Linked DNA regions of Mus musculus: all the other regions are linked to region 7. The links are chromatin contacts, called in public HiChIP or PLAC-seq and promoter capture Hi-C maps. All regions are on one chromosome and are shown on one strand. The core of a region is the stretch at or near the end of the contact, and the rest is flanking DNA. Distances in the headings are between cores, read along the strand shown.

What was found. Promoter capture Hi-C pulls out the DNA fragments that hold promoters and counts their contacts. HiChIP or PLAC-seq counts read pairs in DNA pulled down with a chosen protein or histone mark.
Region 1: an H3K4me3 HiChIP or PLAC-seq map of embryonic stem cells shows a contact between it and region 7, with 4 times the contacts expected there. The contact joins the promoter of Sec14l3 here to the promoter of Nf2 in region 7. A contact is called at or near these places in 2 of 115 datasets of contacts at active chromatin or transcription factors (embryonic stem cells and large pre-B cells).
Region 2: a promoter capture Hi-C map of pre-B cells shows a contact between it and region 7, with 7 times the contacts expected there. The contact joins the promoter of Sec14l2 here to the promoter of Nf2 in region 7. A contact is called at or near these places in 16 of 39 promoter capture datasets (the 3T3-L1 cell line, HPC-7-derived erythroid cells, cranial neural crest and 10 more), 1 of 15 datasets of contacts at CTCF or cohesin (large pre-B cells), 2 of 484 Hi-C or Micro-C datasets (cortical neurons and embryonic stem cells), 10 of 115 datasets of contacts at active chromatin or transcription factors (astrocytes, bone marrow-derived macrophages, embryonic forebrain and 7 more) and 3 of 9 other capture datasets (adipose tissue, embryonic stem cells and liver).
Region 3: a contact with region 7 is called in an H3K4me3 HiChIP or PLAC-seq map of bone marrow-derived macrophages, with 4 times the contacts expected there. The contact joins the promoter of Osm here to the promoter of Nf2 in region 7. A contact is called at or near these places in 6 of 39 promoter capture datasets (the 3T3-L1 cell line, the C10 cell line, the SN4741 cell line and 3 more), 1 of 15 datasets of contacts at CTCF or cohesin (large pre-B cells), 3 of 484 Hi-C or Micro-C datasets (CD4 T cells, the G1E-ER4 cell line and cortical neurons), 26 of 115 datasets of contacts at active chromatin or transcription factors (the 230-238 cell line, the SCID.adh cell line, T-cell acute lymphoblastic leukemia and 17 more) and 3 of 9 other capture datasets (adipose tissue, liver and macrophages).
Region 4: an H3K4me3 HiChIP or PLAC-seq map of bone marrow-derived macrophages shows a contact between it and region 7, with 10 times the contacts expected there. The contact joins the promoter of Lif here to the promoter of Nf2 in region 7. A contact is called at or near these places in 16 of 39 promoter capture datasets (the 3T3-L1 cell line, 3T3-L1-derived adipocytes, the C10 cell line and 12 more), 4 of 15 datasets of contacts at CTCF or cohesin (the NIH/3T3 cell line, embryonic stem cells, large pre-B cells and 1 more), 29 of 484 Hi-C or Micro-C datasets (the AML12 cell line, the Ba/F3 cell line, DN3 thymocytes and 18 more), 32 of 115 datasets of contacts at active chromatin or transcription factors (the 230-238 cell line, DN3 thymocytes, the NIH/3T3 cell line and 20 more) and 4 of 9 other capture datasets (adipose tissue, embryonic stem cells, liver and 1 more).
Region 5: a contact with region 7 is called in an H3K4me3 HiChIP or PLAC-seq map of embryonic stem cells, with 16 read pairs. The contact joins the promoter of Castor1 here to the promoter of Nf2 in region 7. A contact is called at or near these places in 11 of 39 promoter capture datasets (the 3T3-L1 cell line, 3T3-L1-derived adipocytes, the C10 cell line and 8 more), 1 of 15 datasets of contacts at CTCF or cohesin (large pre-B cells), 2 of 484 Hi-C or Micro-C datasets (the G1E-ER4 cell line and embryonic stem cells), 25 of 115 datasets of contacts at active chromatin or transcription factors (the 230-238 cell line, the NIH/3T3 cell line, the SCID.adh cell line and 19 more) and 2 of 9 other capture datasets (adipose tissue and liver).
Region 6: a promoter capture Hi-C map of embryonic stem cells shows a contact between it and region 7, with 7 times the contacts expected there. The contact joins the promoter of Sf3a1 here to the promoter of Nf2 in region 7. A contact is called at or near these places in 4 of 39 promoter capture datasets (cranial neural crest, embryonic stem cells, liver and 1 more), 2 of 484 Hi-C or Micro-C datasets (CD8 T cells and embryonic stem cells), 16 of 115 datasets of contacts at active chromatin or transcription factors (the 230-238 cell line, the NIH/3T3 cell line, acute myeloid leukemia and 11 more) and 4 of 9 other capture datasets (adipose tissue, liver, macrophages and 1 more).

What each region holds. Positions count from the first base shown.
Region 1 is chr11:4,063,593-4,066,419 of GRCm38.p6, reverse strand. It overlaps Sec14l3 (SEC14-like lipid binding 3), which reads right to left and starts at 1,567. Exons shown (of 12, transcript NM_001029937.2): 1 at 1,415-1,567; 2 at 208-283. The coding sequence starts at 1,468.
Region 2 is chr11:4,117,297-4,119,996 of GRCm38.p6, reverse strand. Sec14l2 (SEC14-like lipid binding 2) reads left to right here and starts at 1,268. Exons shown (of 12, transcript NM_144520.2): 1 at 1,268-1,372. The coding sequence starts at 1,319. It overlaps Gm51934 (a long non-coding RNA gene), which reads right to left and starts at 1,648. Exons shown (of 3, transcript XR_003949841.1): 1 at 1,037-1,648.
Region 3 is chr11:4,235,428-4,238,127 of GRCm38.p6, reverse strand. Osm (oncostatin M) reads right to left here and starts at 1,343. Exons shown (of 3, transcript NM_001013365.2): 1 at 1,215-1,343. The coding sequence starts at 1,245.
Region 4 is chr11:4,256,167-4,258,866 of GRCm38.p6, reverse strand. It overlaps Lif (leukemia inhibitory factor), which reads right to left and starts at 1,299. Exons shown (of 4, transcript NM_008501.2): 1 at 1,179-1,299.
Region 5 is chr11:4,216,926-4,219,637 of GRCm38.p6, reverse strand. It overlaps Castor1 (cytosolic arginine sensor for mTORC1 subunit 1), which reads right to left and starts at 1,413. Exons shown (of 9, transcript NM_028022.2): 1 at 1,212-1,413; 2 at 620-690. The coding sequence starts at 1,324.
Region 6 is chr11:4,158,907-4,161,606 of GRCm38.p6, reverse strand. Sf3a1 (splicing factor 3a, subunit 1) reads right to left here and starts at 1,253. Exons shown (of 16, transcript NM_026175.5): 1 at 1,057-1,253; 2 at 440-561. The coding sequence starts at 1,119. Ccdc157 (coiled-coil domain containing 157) reads left to right here and starts at 1,314. Exons shown (of 12, transcript NM_001164620.1): 1 at 1,314-1,448.
Region 7 is chr11:4,848,242-4,850,941 of GRCm38.p6, reverse strand. Nf2 (neurofibromin 2) reads left to right here and starts at 1,398. Exons shown (of 17, transcript NM_001252250.1): 1 at 1,398-2,070. The coding sequence starts at 1,957.

The DNA.
Region 1 (2,827 bases), core at 318-2,817, 780 kb after region 7:
CTTACCTGCCACTAGTGAGAGCAATGGAGGACCCTGGGGGCTTGGTCGGACTCTGCTTCTTTTTCCCCTTCCTTAGACTTGTGAAACTTAAGCTGTTGCAGTCAGATTCTGAGAGTCACAGATTGTTACAGCGCTGTGGAGACCCAGGTCCTCTTGCTGCCCCCCCGCCCCCCGATCTTCAACCCCACCCCCCACCTCTTTCCTCACCTCGGAGCCAGCGAAGAAGAAAATAATCATCAGGGTTTGGCAGGGCAGGCAGCACATCCTGGACATTTTCTCGGAACTGAAAAGAAATATTCCTGTTAATGTTTCTCACACTGAGCCTTGACCTCCCAACTCAAAGGTTTGCCATCCACCTCTCCTTCCCCCGTCTCTCAGTCTGACTCAGCTTGAGAGAAGCATGGGATAATGGATGGATAGGAGAGCTGGGCTGCAGCTCAGATGGGGAGGTGGAAAATGGTGTGTGAGCAAAGTCAGAATGGAGGGAAGAACGATTGGATGGGTGGAGAGAAAAATGAAGGATCAATCAATTGATGGGTGGGTGGGTGGATGGATGGATGGATGGATGGATGGATGGGTGGATGGGGATGGGTGGGTGGGTGGATGAATGGGTGGGTGGGTGGATGGATGGGTGGATGGATGGATGCATGCATGGATGAATGTAGATAGAAGGAAAGATGGGCAGGTGAAAAGAAGGTTAGAGAGAAGGGTGAGTGGAAGGAGAAATCCATAAATGGGTGAGTAGACAGGATCCTGGGGGTTTCCCTGGTTCACTTGGTGCATTTGCTAAATCTTCCTATTCTTTACAAAAACATGGTTCTGGGAGAGAGAGAGAGAGAGAGAGAGAGAGAGAGAGAGAGAGAGAGAGAGAGAGAAGGAGGGAGGGGGAAGGAAGGAAGGAAGGAAGGAAGGAAGGAAGGAAGGAAGGAAGGAAGGAAGGAAGGAAGAGCAGGGTTCATGATCAAGGGTCCTTGTTCCCTTCAGCTGCGGGCACACCAAACACTCTATTCTGTTTCTCTCGTCTGGCTCTTACAGATTAGCATTCTTTTCAGGGTCCCAGGGAAAAAGATTCCATCCGAGGGCAGAGGGCTGCATCCTCCAGCTCCCACCTAGTGGGCAGGAAGGGAGGAGGTAGTGGGGACAACTGCCAGGTAAAGCAGTCTGGTCTGGCTCCTGTGTGAGTGTGAGCCGACTTCTGCACATGTCACCCACAGGATGCCAGAGTGCAGCTTTCCCCTTAACATCATTCTGGTCAGGACTGATGTCACTCGGCTGTGGAGGATGAAACCCCCTTTGGAGGTGACATGTCAAGGACATGCAGAATCAACAGATGGAGGCAGGTCCTGGCCATCCTTTCCACCCCATCCCTCAGACGTTTCCCCTGAGATCGTACAGGGTGGGGGGAATCTCTCACCTTGGCCAGGGTCTCTGCCTGCTTGGGGCTCAGGTCTCCAACTCGGCCACTCATGGTGCTGACTGAGACTGAGGAGCAGTGAGTGACTACTGAAGGCAGGAGCTCAGCCTCACCTGTCTGCCAGACCCAGCTGGAGCCTTTTTCCCCCACTCCTGGGTGTGGCTCAGGCGCCTCCCCTGGGACAACTCTTTAGATTGCACATTACATAACTGAGATTAAGTGAGGGCCCGTGTTTGGCTCTGGGACAGGTCTGGAGGAAATGGCAGGCCCAGAGGGCCTCTGCCAGATGCAGCAGCTGCAAAGGAGGCACTGGTCTTCCCTGGGAGCCCCTCTCAGAGCTCTCTAGCCCCCAGTGACCTGGAGATGGGAGAGTTCCATGCGTCTGTGGAAGATGCGTCATCTTCCATGGGTGAAAGATGAGCTCTACTCCTGAGGGGTAGAGATCCCTAAGCTTCAGTATCCTTGTCTTCCTAACAAAGGATGTCCCAAAAGTCTCCGCTGGCTCCCGCAGAACAGAAGTCTAATGCCTGGCCCGCTGACCAGCACCTGAGCCATATTAAAAGTTGGAAGAAGTTCATACCCTTCAGTTGTAGCAAGTACACGTAGTCAAGAGGCAGACAGGCTGTGTGATGGGGTGCAGTTCAGAGAGAGCTTGCCTCATGTACTTATTCAGTGGGAATTCTGTTCAACCCCTGGCACTGTAGAAAGGAGGGGGAAAAGCTAGCTGGGACAGAAGTTGGAACTCAAAGGACCTTGGTGAAGGTTGGTCTTTTCCACAGGACTGGTGCTACCTTTCCGATGTCTTTCAGATTCCATTGCAAAGAGTTGGTCCTCTGCACTTGAATATCGGGAAAGGCCAGGCATCTTGCTCCTGATGTCTTCCCAGAACCTTTATATGGGGCTTCTGGTTATGCACAACTTCCATTAGCTCTGAGAGTTTAGGTGGGACAGGAGCATGGTTTTATGGGCAAGGATGTCTTTAGGGGATTTTCATATATGACAGGCAAGAGGCATCCACCGAGGTGTGGAGAAGCTGGTGTTCCATGGCGGGTAGCTCAGAAGGTTCCTGTGTCCTTCACTTTCTGTCCCGTCCCATTTCCACATTCTAACACCAGATGGGCCTGAGGCCCAGGACTGCTTTGGATTTTCTTGTAAAACCTTTCAGCCTGGTGTTTCCTGGGTCTGTCATTTCTAACAGAGGCTGCCTGCTCTTCCTCCTTCCATGGATGAGAAGATTGACTGCCCAGGGTTGTTCACTGATGGGGGACTCTTTTCTTCCCATTCTGAGAAGCACTGGTAAGGGAAATATCAAACTGTCAATTACTGTCTCTATGAAAGGCTCCAACCCAGCATGTGCCTAATAATCTCAGCACTTGGGAGGCTGAGGCAGGGGGGTTATAAGTTCAAAGACAG
Region 2 (2,700 bases), core at 19-2,518, 730 kb after region 7:
CTAGCAGGAGAAGGCTATGAACTCTATTGTGTGAGCCAGAAGTAGTAACTGGGGGGCGGGAGGCAGTCTGATGGTATAGGCTGGACAAGAGGCTGCTAGGCTACAGCTGTCAGAGTCCACCCACTCACTAGTCAAACTTGTCACTAGCGGGGAGTCCGCAGGCTCTTGGCCAGAGCTGGGAAGCAGATAAGCACAGCAGGGCTGCTGTGGGCTCTGGCTTCCAGTGTGGTTTCCTCTCTGTCTAGCCTACGGCCAAGATCTGGCTAGGCAGCCAGCAATGGACAGCAAGGAGGTGGCCACAAGAAGTCAAACCTGAGAATTGTGTACATTAACTTCCATTAGCCTCCTGCCCATGATCACCCTCGGTTAGAGAAGAAGCAACAGTGCAGTGAGGCAAAGGACCCCGTAGACACCCGTGGGACACGGGCCCTCAAACCTGAGCCTCCTCACTTCCACAGAGGAAGCAGAGCATGCCAACTGAGATGTGAGAGCTTCAGGTGTGGCTCCCAGAGAGCAGGGAAGATCAGACGCAGAGACCTGGGTCTTAGTGGGGAGGCTGGTCTTCCTTTCTCTTCAGCTAGATGCCATGGTCTTTACCATGCCTGCTCTGCAGGTAGAGGGAAAAGGCTGTCCACTCCATTTGGTTTATTTGTTTGTATTCTGGGCTTGCCTCAAGCCCAATAAATAAGCTAAGGGTGATCAGAACTTCTGCTTCTCCAATGCTGGGATCTCAGGTATGTGTTGGAATGTGCCACTATGACCATGCAGTGCTGGGAATCCGACTTAAGGTCGTGCGCGTAACTCAGTGGCAAGCCTTCTGCCACTGAGTTACATCGGCAACCCTGGGGGTCAACTCTCACTCCCAAGCAGAGCTGGTAGTAGTGACCATAAGCAGATGGCAGAGTGAACACCACAGTTCCTACAGGCAGAAAGACGCTTAAGGGGCATCCCTTTTCAGTGGGCACCAGAGAGCTGTCAACATTTTGGGGTAAGGAAAGCTATGAGAGCAGCCCGGTCCAGCCTTGTGGAGTCGCACCTTAGAAGACGTCGTTTGCTAGAGCTTTCCAGCTTCCTCTTGGTTAGGATGAGGATCCAGACCCAAGTAGCTCCTCAGGTGTATGAGCAAGCATTCTGGCTCCAATCCAGGGCCTCTGCGCGTCTCGCCCCGCCCCTCGGGCTCCTTTAAGAGGCGGGTCTTGGCCGCCAGCCCCGGGGCCTCGGCCAAAGACTGGGACTTTACTCCAGCGGCTGCGGCGGCGGCAAACGAGTCGGAGCTCCATCAGCTGCCGCAGGCACCGCGCCCCAAGGCTGAGCCACGATGAGCGGCAGAGTCGGTGACCTGAGCCCCAAACAGGAGGAGGCACTGGCCAAGGTGAGCTTGCTCTTGGTCTGTCTGTGGCCCTCGCTCCTGGCTGAAAAGCGGCTGTAAGGGACTGTCCTCGCGGGCGGGCGACTGATCGCCCCCGCTTGGCTAGTGCCCAGCGGACCGCTTCTCCTTCAGGGTGAGGACCTCGGGAAGTTTGGTCATCGCGATCTTCAGCATGAGCAGCCCCAGAGGTGCCCCCTTGGGAAGAAGTGGTTGCTTGGAAGCCTTGGGAGGCAGCTGAGGGCACAAAGGCAACATTCATCCTCCGGGCTGGCAGGGACTGGTAGCAGGGCCGTGGGACAGGGGCAGGGCCCCAGGTTTCCTCCCATTTCCGGGAGGTTTTTCTCTTTTGGGGCAGTGGCATATGGAAGGGTCCCTGACAGTTCCTTGGCAAACTCCCCCTAGCTCTTTCAAGGCACTAAGTCACTGTGCGACCTTGGGCCAAACCCTGTCCTGTGTGCTGTGCTCTTCGATGAAATTAGAGGAGTTGTCTGTCGGGCACCTCTTGTGTGTGAAGTCTAAGATGTCCGGGATTCACTAGGTTGGAATCCTTTCGGAGAGAAGAGCTCTCCCCACCCTGGCAACCCAGACCCTTGCCTGAACTTAGTGATGCCACTCAAAAGGAAAGGACCTGACCAGGCTTTGCCTTGGCACCTGGGCAGACAGGGACTTATCTACTCCATTCAAGTTCGGGAGCTGGCACTTCTGGCCAAAAGACTTTATCTCCTCAGTTGCACGGGATCAGAATTGATGGGGTCCAGCCCCAGTGTTCCCAGTTGTGCAGTTTCTTATTTATTCCAGAGTGTGGCAGCAGATGTGGCTGCTGTGTGTGACTTTTTTCCCATGCCAGGTTTGCTGCTGACGTGCAGGCTAAGTCTGTTGGGCATAGGTTTGGTGGGGATTAAGCCAGGGGCTAGGTGAGGTCCTTGGTGAAGGGTGGCCTTCTGCTTGTTGTTTAGATGACCATTGTCCTAACTCTGGGAGCTGCTTTTGGGGGATGGGAGGGTCTGATTAGACCTAGCTGACCTAAGGCAAAGGGCAGAGGTGGCCAGTCCTCATTGGTCCTCTCTGGAGGTGTCCTACAGGTCAGTAACCAGATAAAGGTCTCTGCTGTTGTAGGAGGCTTGGGGCTGCCTGTTTACTACTGGGTAGTGAGAGATCAGGGATAGGGGTGGCTATCCTGGGTCACTGTCCACCTCCCTTGGTGGCTTTCCTAGTATGTTTCCCTTTTGTGGCCACCTGCAGGAGCTGTCTGCTCCATCATGGTTGTCCACCCCCCTCCCTTGGCTTCTTTTGTAGTCTTTCAAACTAGCTCCACTATCATTTTTGAACAA
Region 3 (2,700 bases), core at 94-2,593, 610 kb after region 7:
GTTAGCTCTGTCCTAAGACTGACAGGTTAAGTTCCTGACTACTTTATAGACCTTAACATTCCCTGTAGGCAGAATAGAGTTGACCAGGGGTCTGTCCTGAGGTGCAGCCCCAGGGCAGCAGGTCACCTAAGCTCTTTTCACAGAGCCAGAAAAAGCACCTCTCCACTCACTGGGCCAGCCAGTGCTGACGGCCATTCTGCTGAAAGGTGAGCAAGATGCGAGAGGAAAGCCTGTCCAGGTCACCCATGCTCAGCACTCGCCCTGCCCTTCCTGCCACCGACACACGAACCCCTAACACACGCACACACCAGGACTGCTGGGAGCCCAGGAGAAGGTTGTAGGGGTGAGGGCAGATGATCATAGTTCCAGCTCGCAGGCCCCCACCCTCACAGGCACCGGCAGCCACGTGGTCGGAAGGGGCCTGTGGTGCAATGGCCCGGAAGGCTACGACACCATCCTTCCCTTCCTACAAACCAACCAGCCCCACCCCACCCCACCCCCTCGCCCCTGGGGAGGGCCTGTAGCCCAGGCGTGCCAACCACAAGTCCCCTCCCCATCTTCCCCCGTGTCTGCAGCTACACTGCCAGTGAGGGTCCACAGCGAGCTTGTAACAGGTGCACATGGACCAGTGCCTGTGGGGGTGTGCCCGTAGACCTAGGTGAGGCACTGCAGTACCTGCCCCGGTCACCGGGGGTTCTGGTCTGCAGGTGAGACTTCCTACCTTACTGAGAGGGAGGACCTGTTCCCACATAGATGGCTCTGCTTGCCTGTCCCCGTGTGGGTGTGGCTGTATGAGTGGCGGGATGATCTAAGGACCTCTGGCTTGGCTGACTTTGCATCTGCCCCAGACCCCGAGAATTGAATCAGAGCAAGAAGTGAGCCCCTTGCTCCATTTCCGCGCAGATCTGGAACTTCCTTCTCTGCTCATCCCCTACCTGCCTTGGGCTTCTCCAGACTCTTCTCACTCTTTCTCCTCTTCCCTCATGCCCTGGTCCCCGGCATGGTCTCTCTCACGCCTCCCTCTGGAATACCTTCCAGAAATACTACGTTTCCACCTGTGGCTATGCTGGGGTCTCAGTGGATCCCTGCCCTACTAGTTCTCCCTCTCGTCCACATCCTTCACTTGATCTACAGCTCCCAAGGGCAGAGGGTGCCTACAGCAGCCAGTTGGCCCAGCTGCGCCCTGGGATGGTAGAAAGGAAGGAAGTACTTACTGAGCAGTGTTCTTAGAAGCCGTGTCTGCATACTGGGTCCTGGTACTCTGGCCCGTGCCTCTCAGGGGTGACACAGCTTGGCTGGGTGTCCTGCAGGCTGGCAGCCACTTTATGCCCGACGGGGCGATTGGCCAACATCTCGTGAGGTGGGTGGGGAGGGGGAGGGGGAAGGGCAGGCCTTCTGGGAACATGACCCCAAAAACCAAAGTCTCCCCAGGCGGCCAATGGGCGCCATGCGCCATGACATGCCCGCTCCTCCTCCCGTTTTCTTCGAATTCGTTCTTCGAGGTCAGCCCCACGCCCAAGGATGATGTAAACCGCAGCCTCAGCCTTCTTGGGGTGAGCGGGCAGCACGGGGGTCCGTATCATCTTCAGGGATCAGTCCAGGGGTCAGAGCACGACTTGCAAGGGAGGCCACCCCTGGTCCAGAAACTACCAACCTCCTAGGACACGAAGGTTTAGGGCTAAAGGGAGCCAGACATCTTCCTTGTTGAGTGCCCTTCCCACCCTCTCGCTTGGGCTGTCGGGACATCTGTGAGCGGAAACCACCAGGCTCTGGGCACAGAGCCAGACTTGGGCCCCAAAGATTGTGCCTCTAATCCCAGGTCAGCATCTTCTAGCCCAACTCATTTCCATTGTCTCTATTAACTGTCCTCGCCCAGCCTTCCCAATCCCAGATCCTCTCTCTGTAGACAGGGTCCTTTAGGACCCTTGGAGCAAGAGAAATTAGAGAACGGGTTCAAAGCTTGTGACACGCTGTGTCGCTGTGTTGTCTGAGGCAAGTCACTCAGCTACTTTGAGCCCCACCTGAGAAAGCGAGAGAGAAAAGCACTCCTTGGTTCACCCCTCAAGGTCACTGCCAACATGGACATAAAAGGCAAAAAAGCCTTTGAAGAAAAAAGAAAAGACTAGGCTTGAATTCCAAGTACTGGTTTTCAGGGGATGGGATGGAGGGGGCGGGGGAGACCGGGAAGCTGTGAGCTCAGAGGGGAAGCTGGAGGGAGGGGTGGGGGAGCTGCGACAGTTGGACACAAGGTTTCACTTTCTCTGAAAGATAGCGATCCATCATGGGTGGGTCTTCTGCTTCTCCGCACTGAGGGACTGAGGCCCAGGCTGAGCCAGATCCACAGGCCATGCTTGGAAGCCACAGCACATCTGCCAAGCTAGAATGAGCATCCTTAGGCTGTACCTGCTGTTGGCCCTCATATATTCATTCAACAACCCCCCCACTCCCTATCCAGGAGGCGACTGTGCCCCCATCCACATATTCTCTGCACCTAGCAGAGTGTCCCCCTTGTTAGCAACTCCCCAGTACAGTCTAGACTAGATCCTTCTGAAGTCTTCATTTCCTCCTACTGAATTTCTTACCTCTGCCCACTCCAGGGTGCTGTTCCCTAGGGCCCTGGTCAGGGATCCTTCTGCATTTCATATCCGTGATGTCATCCTGGGACAGTCCCTATACCCCTACACTCAAGCTCTCACTGTG
Region 4 (2,700 bases), core at 50-2,549, 590 kb after region 7:
GCAGGATGGGGGTGGGCAGAGGCCATTCACCAACACAAGGGAAGAAGGCTCCTCTTGGGGGCTTCCAGAGCTTTGTCCTAATATCTGCAAGGTGTAGCCCAAAAGACTGGCCACAAGGAGGTGCCAGAACCACATTCAGTGGTCAATGGGGCACAGCCTTGCCATGGCTCTGGGGGAGGGGGCAGTGGCCTTTTCCTGGTCCTGCTACCTGCTCCCACCTTGTCCTGACAGTTCTTCCAGGTGGGGATCAGACTGTCAACTTCGCAGGGGGCCACGGTGACCCAGAGAAGGAAAATGAACTGCCCAAATTCACACAGCAAGAGGCAAGAATCAAAGCAAACTAAACCACTTGGTTGTACAGACTAGTCCCAGGCTCCCCTTACTGTCCTGTCCCGGCATGGCATGACATGGACAGGATCCTGGGAACAATGTCCCCTCCTTTTGTCAGCCCCCTAGCAGGTTTGGAGGAACACTGACAAATTAGAGGTAAGAGCCTCTTGGAATTTTGGATGCCAAGCACCCAACGCAGGGGGCTCTTGCACAGACTTGGTTTTTGTTTTTCTCTCTTTGTCACTGTCCTGGAGCTCGGATGCGGGGGGGACGAAGACCGGCCAAGCTCCGATCTGGCCCAAGGTCAAAGGCAGAGGAGTAATGACCTTGGCTGATCAAGTTCCCCAGAGCACCCATGATGGTCCCCGTGGACTGCTGCAGCCCATTTTGAATGGACAGGGACGGCCCTCCACTGCTCCATCTACCGGAGGGTAAATGAGGCCTCTGCAAGCTCAGAACTCTAGAAAAAGAAAAGGGATTTGAGTCCCCTGGGGATGCAGAAATCATGACTGCCTTTAGAATCAGGCTGACCCTACCACGATGGCACAATGCAAGCCTGGAATCCATGTGCTCTCTCCACTGCCCTTTACCCATCCTGTGAACTTTAACCCACGGGACACTTCCACAGCTGGTCTCTCCAGCTTTGCTTGGCCATCCTCCAAGAGAGACTTCCAAGCCTGACTTACAATGCATCCATTACAGACAGGGAGAGCGAATGCTGGAGGGTTGTGTGGGCCAGCAGGTGCCCCTGATCCACAGGGGAGCAACTGATGGACCATCTACCCTCCTGGGGATAAGTGTGGGGTGCAGCAGTGCCCCTCCGCCCTGCCCCCTCAAGGGAATCCTACCGTGGTCTCGCAGCCCTCCACAGTCTGCACAGTTGTCCAGTCTTCAGGGTGACACCATCGTTGTTGGGCCCCTCTGCTTCCCTCTCCTCCTGAGGCTCCTCTGGCGTTGGCTCCTCACCCTGCCCCCCACCTGACTTCCGTCTGAAGTTGGTGGCCTGAGGCTCCCCCCACTTCCACCCCACCCCCAAGCTGAGGACCAGAGAGGTAGAGCACCCACACCACAGATGGAGCCTGACACGGTGGTGGGAAAGGTGTTGTTAGAAGGAGAAGCAGGGCTGGGTGTGGGGAGGGGGCGTCCCTGTACTTGATGCCCCTGGGCTGCGTGGCAAAGCCACTATGGCCTGAGTCACAGCTGACTGGGCCGCGCCTAGCCTGTCTGGGTGACCCAAGCCAGCATAAGGCAATGACTGGGCAGCTCTCCTCATGACCAGCTGGGGTCAACCTTAGGTGTTTTGACTCAGACCTGCCACAGGCTGTGTGCACAGCTACCATCCTCTGTCTCTGTCCCAAGAGCCACAGGCCTATAGCTGCCCCTGTCCCAGCCCCCACCTCATAACCCGGGGAGCTACCTGGCCCTTCTGATCTGCAATCAGCCCCAGGCTTCAGGGCCCCACCTGCTGTGGGACCTTCGTCCCTCCCTGGACAAGCCCTGCCCTTGGGAATACTCCGGGAAGCAAGGAACTTTGTTGCCTGTGCTGCTGAGGGCCTCTTGATTCTCTGTGGACTGTGACCTTTTTCTTGGTGCTACAAGGAGTTCTGTAGACTGCCTGGGCAGGCTTGCCATGGACGGCCAGAAGATGGTTGGGGACAGGGACTAAGAGAGGAGAGATACAGAAAAGAAAAAAGAAAAAAAAGCAATCAAGAAGGGATTAAGGAAGGGACTGAGAGAAGGAGAGAGGGAGGAAGGGAGGAAGGGAGGGAGGGAGGGAAGGGAAAGGGGGGAGGAGAGTAAAGTATAAAGAGAGGGAGAGAAGGAGGGACTGTTGACAGTTTTCAAACCTGCCTAGAGCAATATTAGTCCTACACTTTTCCCAGGAAACCCTGTTTTAGGGAAGTGGGCTCCAACAACACACAGTGCAGAGGCAAAACTGAGGCTTGGCCTATGAGTAAGATAAGGGCAGAGGTCACAATCTTTTCACCTGTAAGGTCTTCGTCTCTCACTGAAGAGAAAAATAATCACGCTAAAGTTGGGATGAAGGGGTGGAGTGCAGAAATGTCTTGGTGAACAGTACTCCCCTTTAACCTCTGTAGGGCCCAGGACACCAGGACCAGGTGAAACACTGCACACATAAAGTCATTTTAAAACTGGGGCTGGGCGGTGGCGCACACCTTTAATCCCAGCACTCAGGAAGCAGAGGCAGGTAGGTGGATCTCTGTGTTCAAGGCCAGCCTGGTCTACAGAGTGAGTTCCAGGACAGCCAGAGGAGAAACTCTGTCTCAGAAAACAGTAATAACAACAACAACAACCTGGGACAGCGGTTAGCAGATGGCTCTGTGGGTAAAGTGCTTGATATGCAAGCCT
Region 5 (2,712 bases), core at 164-2,663, 630 kb after region 7:
ATTTCCCTACAGAACAGGGAATCTAAGTCCTTAGGGAGGGAGGCTCAGCCAAACTCTAGGTGGCTAGCTTGAGACTCCAGGCCTTAGAGGATGGGGCAAGCAGGCAGACATGGAAGCCAGAAGTCATTTCCCCGGTCCCAGTCCTGAACAGGGACAAGGGCCAGGGTAGCTGTTGTTCACTCAGACTCAGCCAGGAGGCCCTGGACCCTGCTCTGGGCTTGCTGCCTGCCCCTGCATTCCTTCCCTAACTCTCAGCCGCCTAGGCTTCCCAAGCCAGTAAGGGAGGGGCTGCTTTCCACTGGGGAGACAAGTCCAAGAAGAAATAATGTTCAGGGTAAAACAGCTGCAGGAACCCCTTTATTTTCCCCTAAAACTGTGAGACACCATGGCCACCTGTGCTGGCCTGGGACTCATATTCAGCTCCGTGTGGGTTTTACGTTTATAAAACTCTCACAAATTTTGTCAAACGGTCACGACTCCATCCCACACAGTACTTCAGTGAGTGATGGAAGGTTTGAACCCGGACCTATATTCCTTTGGGGTCTAAGCTCTCTGGGAAGCTGGATCCCTAAACTTAGTAAGAATACTGCTTAGAGGCAAACAAGGAACCAGTTCCGACCTTTAAAGCCCTCCTCATCCACCATGAGAGTGTAATCTTCCGGAGTCTCAGTCAGGCTGAAGAACTTGCACCTAGGAGGAGGGAAGGGGTGGGAAGACTTTCAGCCTAGAGTGAATGGAATGGAGACAGCAAATGAAGTCTGCTCCAGCAGCACTAAAGGACCCCCCACCAGGAGCCTTCCGGACCCGCACTCGGGCCTCACTCTCTTCCTTGGATCAATGAGTCTAGATCCCATATTTGGGATCTCCCCTCCATTCCACAGAAGTGGAAGGCTTTGGGTCCCCCTGGACAACTCTCAAAAGTTAACGTGAGGAGACTAGAAAGGGGCTACAGCCTGCCAAGGAACACATGCCCCCACTACACTGCCTACTCCAGGCAGTTTGCACCTTGACAAGCCCTGGGAGCGGGGCCCTCCGGGCCGGATAGGCGGCGTCGCAGAAAGGGTAAGGCCCAGGCTGGATGATGGCCAGAGTGGCTAGCGTCCCCACCCGGTACCCGCTGCTTCGCGGCGACTCTAGTCCTCCGCCCCTGGCCCAGAGGGGCAGAGGAGCCTCCACCCGCCCGACCTGCGCTCGTGAACCCGGGTGCGCACCGACTGCGACAGGGCAGGAAGAGCAGCTTGATGAGCGGGTGGGTGTAGAGCCAGAGGCCCGGACGGGCAATGCTCAGTACTCGCACCCGGTGCTCTAGGATGTGAAGTTCCATCGCAGATACGGCAGCCCCGGCCTGGCCGCCAGCGAGACCTAGGCAGGAGGCGATGCGGTGGCGCCGGGCTTAAAGAAGCACCGCCCGCTACCGGTCCGCCCAGCCAGGGATCCACACTTCGGCGGCCACGCCCCACAGCCACTGTGAAGTGGCCACGCCTCCTCCTGAGCCCTGCCTACCGGGCGCTGCGGGCTGCCTTCAAACTCTGCCAAAGCCACTCTTCTAGCCCTCACCCATCTGAGTCCTTCAAGGACACGCCCCAGACACGCCCTTTCCGCTGGACGCCCGCTGTGTTGGGTTTGGGAACGTGCTGGAAGCTCCTGGTCCCCTCCCTGTCTATCCTCCAGGCTCGCACGTGGGCTTTATGGTTAAAGCCACTAAAACGCAGAGCCTGGCGGTGGTAAGTGTGTATCTTTAATCCCAGCACTAGGGAGGCAGAGGCAGGCAGATCTCTGTGAGTTCGAGGCCAGACTAGTCTACAGAGTGACTTCCAGGACAGCTAGAACTACACAGAAAAACCCTGTCTGGACTGTAGGAAGGCTGGAAGCCGGGCTGGAGCTCTGTTGGGGCCAGAGCTGTCCATAAATCTCCGGAGTGGGGAGGTTAGGCTGGAGACCCGCGGAACAGCTGAGTTGGAGCCTATCTTCCTTTTATTGCCGGGGGTAGGGGGCAGGGACTGCAGAGCTGACAAGGACAGTAAGGACTAAAGATCCCTAAGAATGGGGTGCCCAAGGTTGGTTTGATAGTACTGCAACCCTATCTTGTTGTTGTTTCGACCAGCAAAACCTGGCCGGTGTGGCAGTTTTTAGTCAAACAACTTCTGAAATAGAATGCTCCCCACTGAGGGGAGGAACCGAAAAAGGGTCCTCCTCTCCTGTCTAAGCAACATACTATGGACTCTGAATCTTTTTTTAAATTTTATTTATTATATGTAAGTATACTGTGTCTTCAGGCACACCAGAAGAGGGTATCAGATCTCATTTCGGATGGTTGTGAACCACGTGGTTGCTGGGATTTGAACTCGGGACCTTCGGAAGAGCAGTCAGTGCTCTTAACTGCTGAGCCATCTCTCCAGCCCTTACCCCTAGATTCTGAATCTTATTCCAGGGACAACCCTAAGTACCTGAAGTGAGAATGCCCAGGGCTCAGACACTGAGGGGACAGGCCATAGTATTTGAGGTTCCCTGGGTATCAAACCAGAGACCTCCCTGTTGAAGTTTTCTTAAAGCGTCTCATCATTTGCAGAACTCAACTGGCCTGAACACATCTAAATTAGCTACAGATCCAAGAAGGCCCCTAAGCACTGGCAGACACCCCAGTGATCAAGGTTTAAGAAAACCCCAAGGCTGAGCAGAAACGAGCAAGCACAGGTTGATTTCACGGCAGGA
Region 6 (2,700 bases), core at 4-2,503, 690 kb after region 7:
GGAGGTTGAGGAATCCTGACCAATGTTCACCTTGCCTGGAAACTAGCTAACATGCTGAACAGCTTGCTCTGGATTCAGCTGAGGCTCTGGGAAAGTCGTCCTTTCACAATGAGAATAATCAACTCTTCTTTTTCTTTCTTCAGGTTAACACAGCATATGCACATCAGCAGCCACAAAGAAGCTACCAGGAATTTCCACAGACTTGTTTTGGAAGCAGAAACTCCTAGTGACTACACAGCTAGGCATGGCTTTCACTGCGATTACTGTTGTGGTATGTCAACCATACCAGTCCTATCTATCACCTACCTCATTGCTCTCCTGTGGTTTTGGAAGAAGTAAGGAGTCTAAGCCAGAGCCTCTAGAACTCCCCATGATGCCCCTGTGCTGCTTTAAAAGACCTTTATACTACAAGTTCCCTCTGTGCAGAAGCAGCTGTTACCTGGCCACAAAACTGGCAGTCTTGTCGACGATGTTCCTGACCTCCGGGGGAGGGTAAATAATGCCGACCACTGGCTTGGAAGGGGTGGGATCCTCCTTTGACGATGCTTCTTCTTCAATTGGCTGTGAAAACAGAGAAAAGGTAGTAAGGGCTTCAAGTCCCCGGCTCGGATTAGGCTATCATAAACGCTCCATGATACTGACAGGAACGTCTGTCCTGTAGACTGCAGACTCTCTTGGGTTAGCATCCGAGGACGCAGTTAAAAACAAAACAGGGCAAGTTTCCTTAGCCATACTGTATTTACGCAGCCATTCCTAATCTAGGGGAAAGAATGATTTGCTTAGCTCTCCTCTTTTTGAATGGAGGCTTCGTGGTTCACATAAGACCCCAGAGGAAGCCGGGGGTGCAGGTCCGCATGCTGGTTTTGAAAAGTCCGGTTCTAGGGATATCTTTTTCGAGACCAGAAGGCAACTCAGCGCGCTGACTCCTGGGACTTGCAGTCCCTCCATGTCCTTCGGGGTGGCCTGAGCTTCCAGCAGCAGTGCCACAGCGCCCGCGCGGAGGGGAGGAACGAGGCCTCCAGCAGGCCTGCAGGCAGGGAGCGCGGGGCACGATACCTGTTTGGACTCAGTGGCTACTGGCGGCGGCGGGGGTACCGCCTGCACGGGTCCGGCCTGCATGACTGCGACGCTCAGGGCTGCCAGTCCACCTCGGTGGCGACAACCGGTGCGACGACAAGATTAAAGATCACCACACGAAGTATCCAACTCAATGACAAGATGGCGGCGACCCAGAGAGAGAAGCCGCGGGAGCACTTCCGGTCCCGCCCTCTCGCCGTTTCGCACTTCCAGCCCCGCCCCGCCTGCTCCGTGGCGCGGTACGCCGTTGCCAAGGCAGCGGCCTGGGCTCCCAACTTAGAGTTGCGAGGCATTCTCGGAGCCTCAGACGCTCTGGAGGAAGTTCTGTGAGCCAGACAGACACAGAGCTGAGGCTGCGACGCCGGAGACAGGTAAGCCATTCCACATCCTCTGACTCTGAACTTCCCTCCTGACTCTGGCCGGTTCCTCGCCCCCTCAGCGCCCCACCCCTCGCCCCTGTTTCTTTCCTGTTTGGCCTGGCATTTTGAAGATGCCATAGAGTCCCACTTACTACACCTTTAGCCCCATTTTTTGGTTCAGCACCACCTCCTCTGCATCCCTCCTTACAGAGTCCAGGACATGGTGCTAACACCTTTAATTCCAGGAGACAAAAAACGAAGCAGATCTGAGTTCAAGGCCAGCCTGGGACAGAGCAAGTTCTAGATGAAGAAAAGCATAATTCAGGCGTAGTGGTACATATCTTTAATCCCAAGAGACAAAGCCATGCAGATCTCTGAGTTCAAAGTCAATTTCCTGAGCAAGTTTCAGGATAGCCAAGCTTAGGCAGTGAGGGAGTTGAAAAACAGAAAGCTGGTAAGATAATAAAGGGGATCAGGTTCCAGCCACAGGAAGCAGAATTTGGCTGTGTGGCTCTGGCTTTAGAGTCTAGAGTAGAAGGGATTGCTGGGACAGTTGATGCTGGTTAGCTGGAGCTAAGAAATTAGTGATTAAGACGAGACCAGCATCACTGAGGTGAAATCTTCTGGGAAGTGTTTTCTGAGAGCACAAAGAAGCTGTGTTCCAGAGATAGCCATGGTTGTTGCTGCAGCTGTACTTGGCAGTGTGTAAGAGTTACCCAGGCAGTATTAGTTTGAAGGCATGAAGGTGTCATGAAGAGCAGCTGAGGCTTGGCACCGTGAGAGGCCAGGGAAGGCCATTGGTGAAGGTGCAGTTACAGTTACAGTTGATGGCCCAGGACTGAAGGGGTCATGCAAAGGAGTTGAGGCTTGCCCCATGAAGAGAGCCTATGAGAGGCTCTTGGTGAAGCCTAGTTGCAGTGGTAGACCCCAGTGTATTGGAGATGCCAGTACGATAAGATGATAACCAGGAACAGCAGCAGCAGTTGGCTGGAGTCAAGCAGAGCCTAGAGTGCTTCAGAGGGCAGAGCTGGAGAAGTGATGCCAGCCCTTTAGAGGATCCCCAAAAGATCATGTGTGGATCCCAGACATTGGAATAAAAGTTAGATTAAGAAGCTGTAAAGTTGAAGTTGCCTTGGAGACCCCAAGATGTTAGAGATGCCAGAGTCATGAGATACCTGCCAAGGAAAACTGCTAGCAGGGAGTGGGACCAGCCCAGGAGAATGAAGTCTGCTGCTGCTGACTGCCAGATCTGCCAACAGCAGTC
Region 7 (2,700 bases), core at 149-2,648:
ATGCAGTAGCTAAGGACTGAATTACAGTTTCAGGGGCTTTGGAACCCTCTTTTGACATGTGTGCCAGGTATACATGCAATGCACATATGTGCTGTAAAACATTTATATACATAAGATAAAAAAAAAAAAACAAAACTGTGGTGCTTTGACTAAGAACGGTCCCATAAGCTTATATTTGAATGCTTGGTCACCAAGGAGTGGCCCTATTTGAAAGAATTAGAAGGCTTAGGAGGTGTGGTCTTGTGGAAGGAAGTCTATCATTAGGGGTGGTTTTTGAGGTTTCAAAAGCCCATGCCAAATGGTTGTCTTGCTTTCCAAGCCTGCAGATCAGGATATAGCCATCTCTCAGCTACTGCTCCAGTACCATGCATGCCACCATGCTCCCTACCATGCTGATAATGGACTAAACATCTGAAACTGTAAAGAAGAAAAAGTCCCCAATTAAATGTTTTCTTTGATACGAGTTGCTGTGGTCATGGTGTCTCTTCACAGCAGCAGTGCCTGGGGAATGTATCTTTAAAACAAGTAAAAACTCTACAAATCCCCAGAAAGTTGAAATTTTCCTAAGCATATTATACATTTGATGACGTTAAGCTACAAGTACTCCAAGTATGTAGCTTGGAAATTAAAACAAAACAAAACAAAAAAACCAAACAAAGGAACAGAGGGTAAAATGAAAATTCTTGCCGGGCAATAGTGGCGCACACCTTTAATCCTCAGCACTTGGGAGGCAGCAGCAGGCGAATTTCTGAGTTCGAGGCCAGCCTGGTCTACAGAGTGAGTTCCAGGACAGCCAAGGATACAGAGAGAAACCCTGTCTCGAAAAACTCAAAAAAAAAAAAAAAAAAAAAAAAATAAATAAAATTAGCTTTCTATATGTATTAAGCAAGTTTCAATTCCTCAACCACCTAGTAAGGTAAGGACTATCATGAATTCTGTGGTTATTCTAATTCTCTTAAAAAGAAGTTGAAGGATCTGGCAGGCAAGTCGGGGCAACTTAAGCGGCCTCACTTCGTGTTTTTAAAGTTTGAAAAATATTGAGTCAGCATATATAATTAAGTGTCAAAAAGGAATTTCGGCCGGATGTCCCAGATACGACTGAAGCTCTGGTAAGACGCTATAAATGGGATCTCTCACTGACTGCAACAGTACCTCGTGCGGTGCAGTCCCGGCCTCTACAGGTTTCCCGGGAAAGGCGCCGCCCGCTCCTTCTCAACCAGTCTTGCTAGAGTAGGAGTATACTTTAGGAACAAAAGCGCTCGGAGTGACCGCATCTACAGCCACTCAACGCCGAGAACAGACCGGCGGCCCTCGTTCAGTGCAACTTTCAATTGGTGGAGTAGGCCTCCAGGAGGCGGGACGAAGCGGAAGTCCCGCTTCCTTTGGCGTTCCTGCCAATCACAGTATCTTAGAGAAAAAAGTGTTAGGGTGAGTCGCTGAGTAGCGTAGTGGGAGTCCGGAGGGCGGGGCGGGGCGGGGATCCGGCAGGTCGCTGAGGTGGGGGTTGGTAGAGGACGCTTCCCGAGGGCGCGCGGAGCGGAGCTGGTGACAGACACGCACGCGCGTGTGCGCTCCCAACTACTGCGCGGCCCCGCGACCCTCGGGGGTCGCTGAGAGGCCCGGCGTCGGCGCCGCAGCCGTCTAGGATTTCTGTCCAAAGGCGTCCCTGGCGTCCCCAGCCCGAAGCTCCAAGCTCGGGGCTGCGCGTGCTTTTGCCGGCATCTCCCCCCGACCCCCCCGTCGTCAGAGACTGTCCCTTAACTCATCTTTCCGCACCCACAGCCGGGTCCTCGCGGCCCATGCTGGCCGCTGGGGACCCAGGCAGCCTAGGTCTGTCTCGGGCCGGCCAGCCGGCCACCATGGTGGCCCTGAGGCCTGTGCAGCTACTCCAGGGGGGCTAAGAGACCCAGAACGCGGGCCTAGGGGTGAGGGGATCCAAGGCCGGTACCTCGCGCCATGGCCGGAGCCATCGCTTCTCGCATGAGCTTCAGCTCACTCAAGAGGAAGCAGCCCAAGACATTCACGGTGCGGATCGTCACCATGGACGCCGAGATGGAGTTCAACTGCGAGGTAACCGGCCGCCGACCCCGACGGGCTGTGAGTGGAGAGCCGCGGAATCTCTGCCTGTCTGGTGGCAGCGACGCGGGTCCCTACCCATGGGGTGCCCTCGCTGTGGTGACAGTCGAAGTGCAAGCTTAAGGGATTCCGTATATATCATTATCTGGAACCGGAAGAGGCTTTCTAGGGCCAGATCACAAGTTAAAGCTAGTTGTTTGTTTGCTTGTTTGTTAAAGTGGGGTTCTTGGTTTTGGCATTTCCCGAAGGTTATTTTCATTCATTTGTTATTGGGAAACACTGGAATCTTCCGTAGAAACGAACCGGTGTGCAGTGTGTAGAACTCGCGCCTAAAACTCCAGGGAGTTTTTCGCTAGGTATTAACTGTGTACCCTAGGTCTTAAAAGTTACATCTAGTTATATTGGAAGCTCGTACTTTTCCCTGTTCCAAAATTTTCAGTTTCTGGAAAAAACTCTTTGAGGAAAGAGTGTCTTACATTTACTCTTTATAGTTTCTAACATGATGATAATAGCTATCATTTTGTTGAAGAGTGTGTATGTGAGTGAGTGTGTGTGTGTGTGTGTGTGTGTGTGTTTGTGTTTTCAGGGCCTTGTGTATGCTAGGCATGCACCCCATCACTGGGT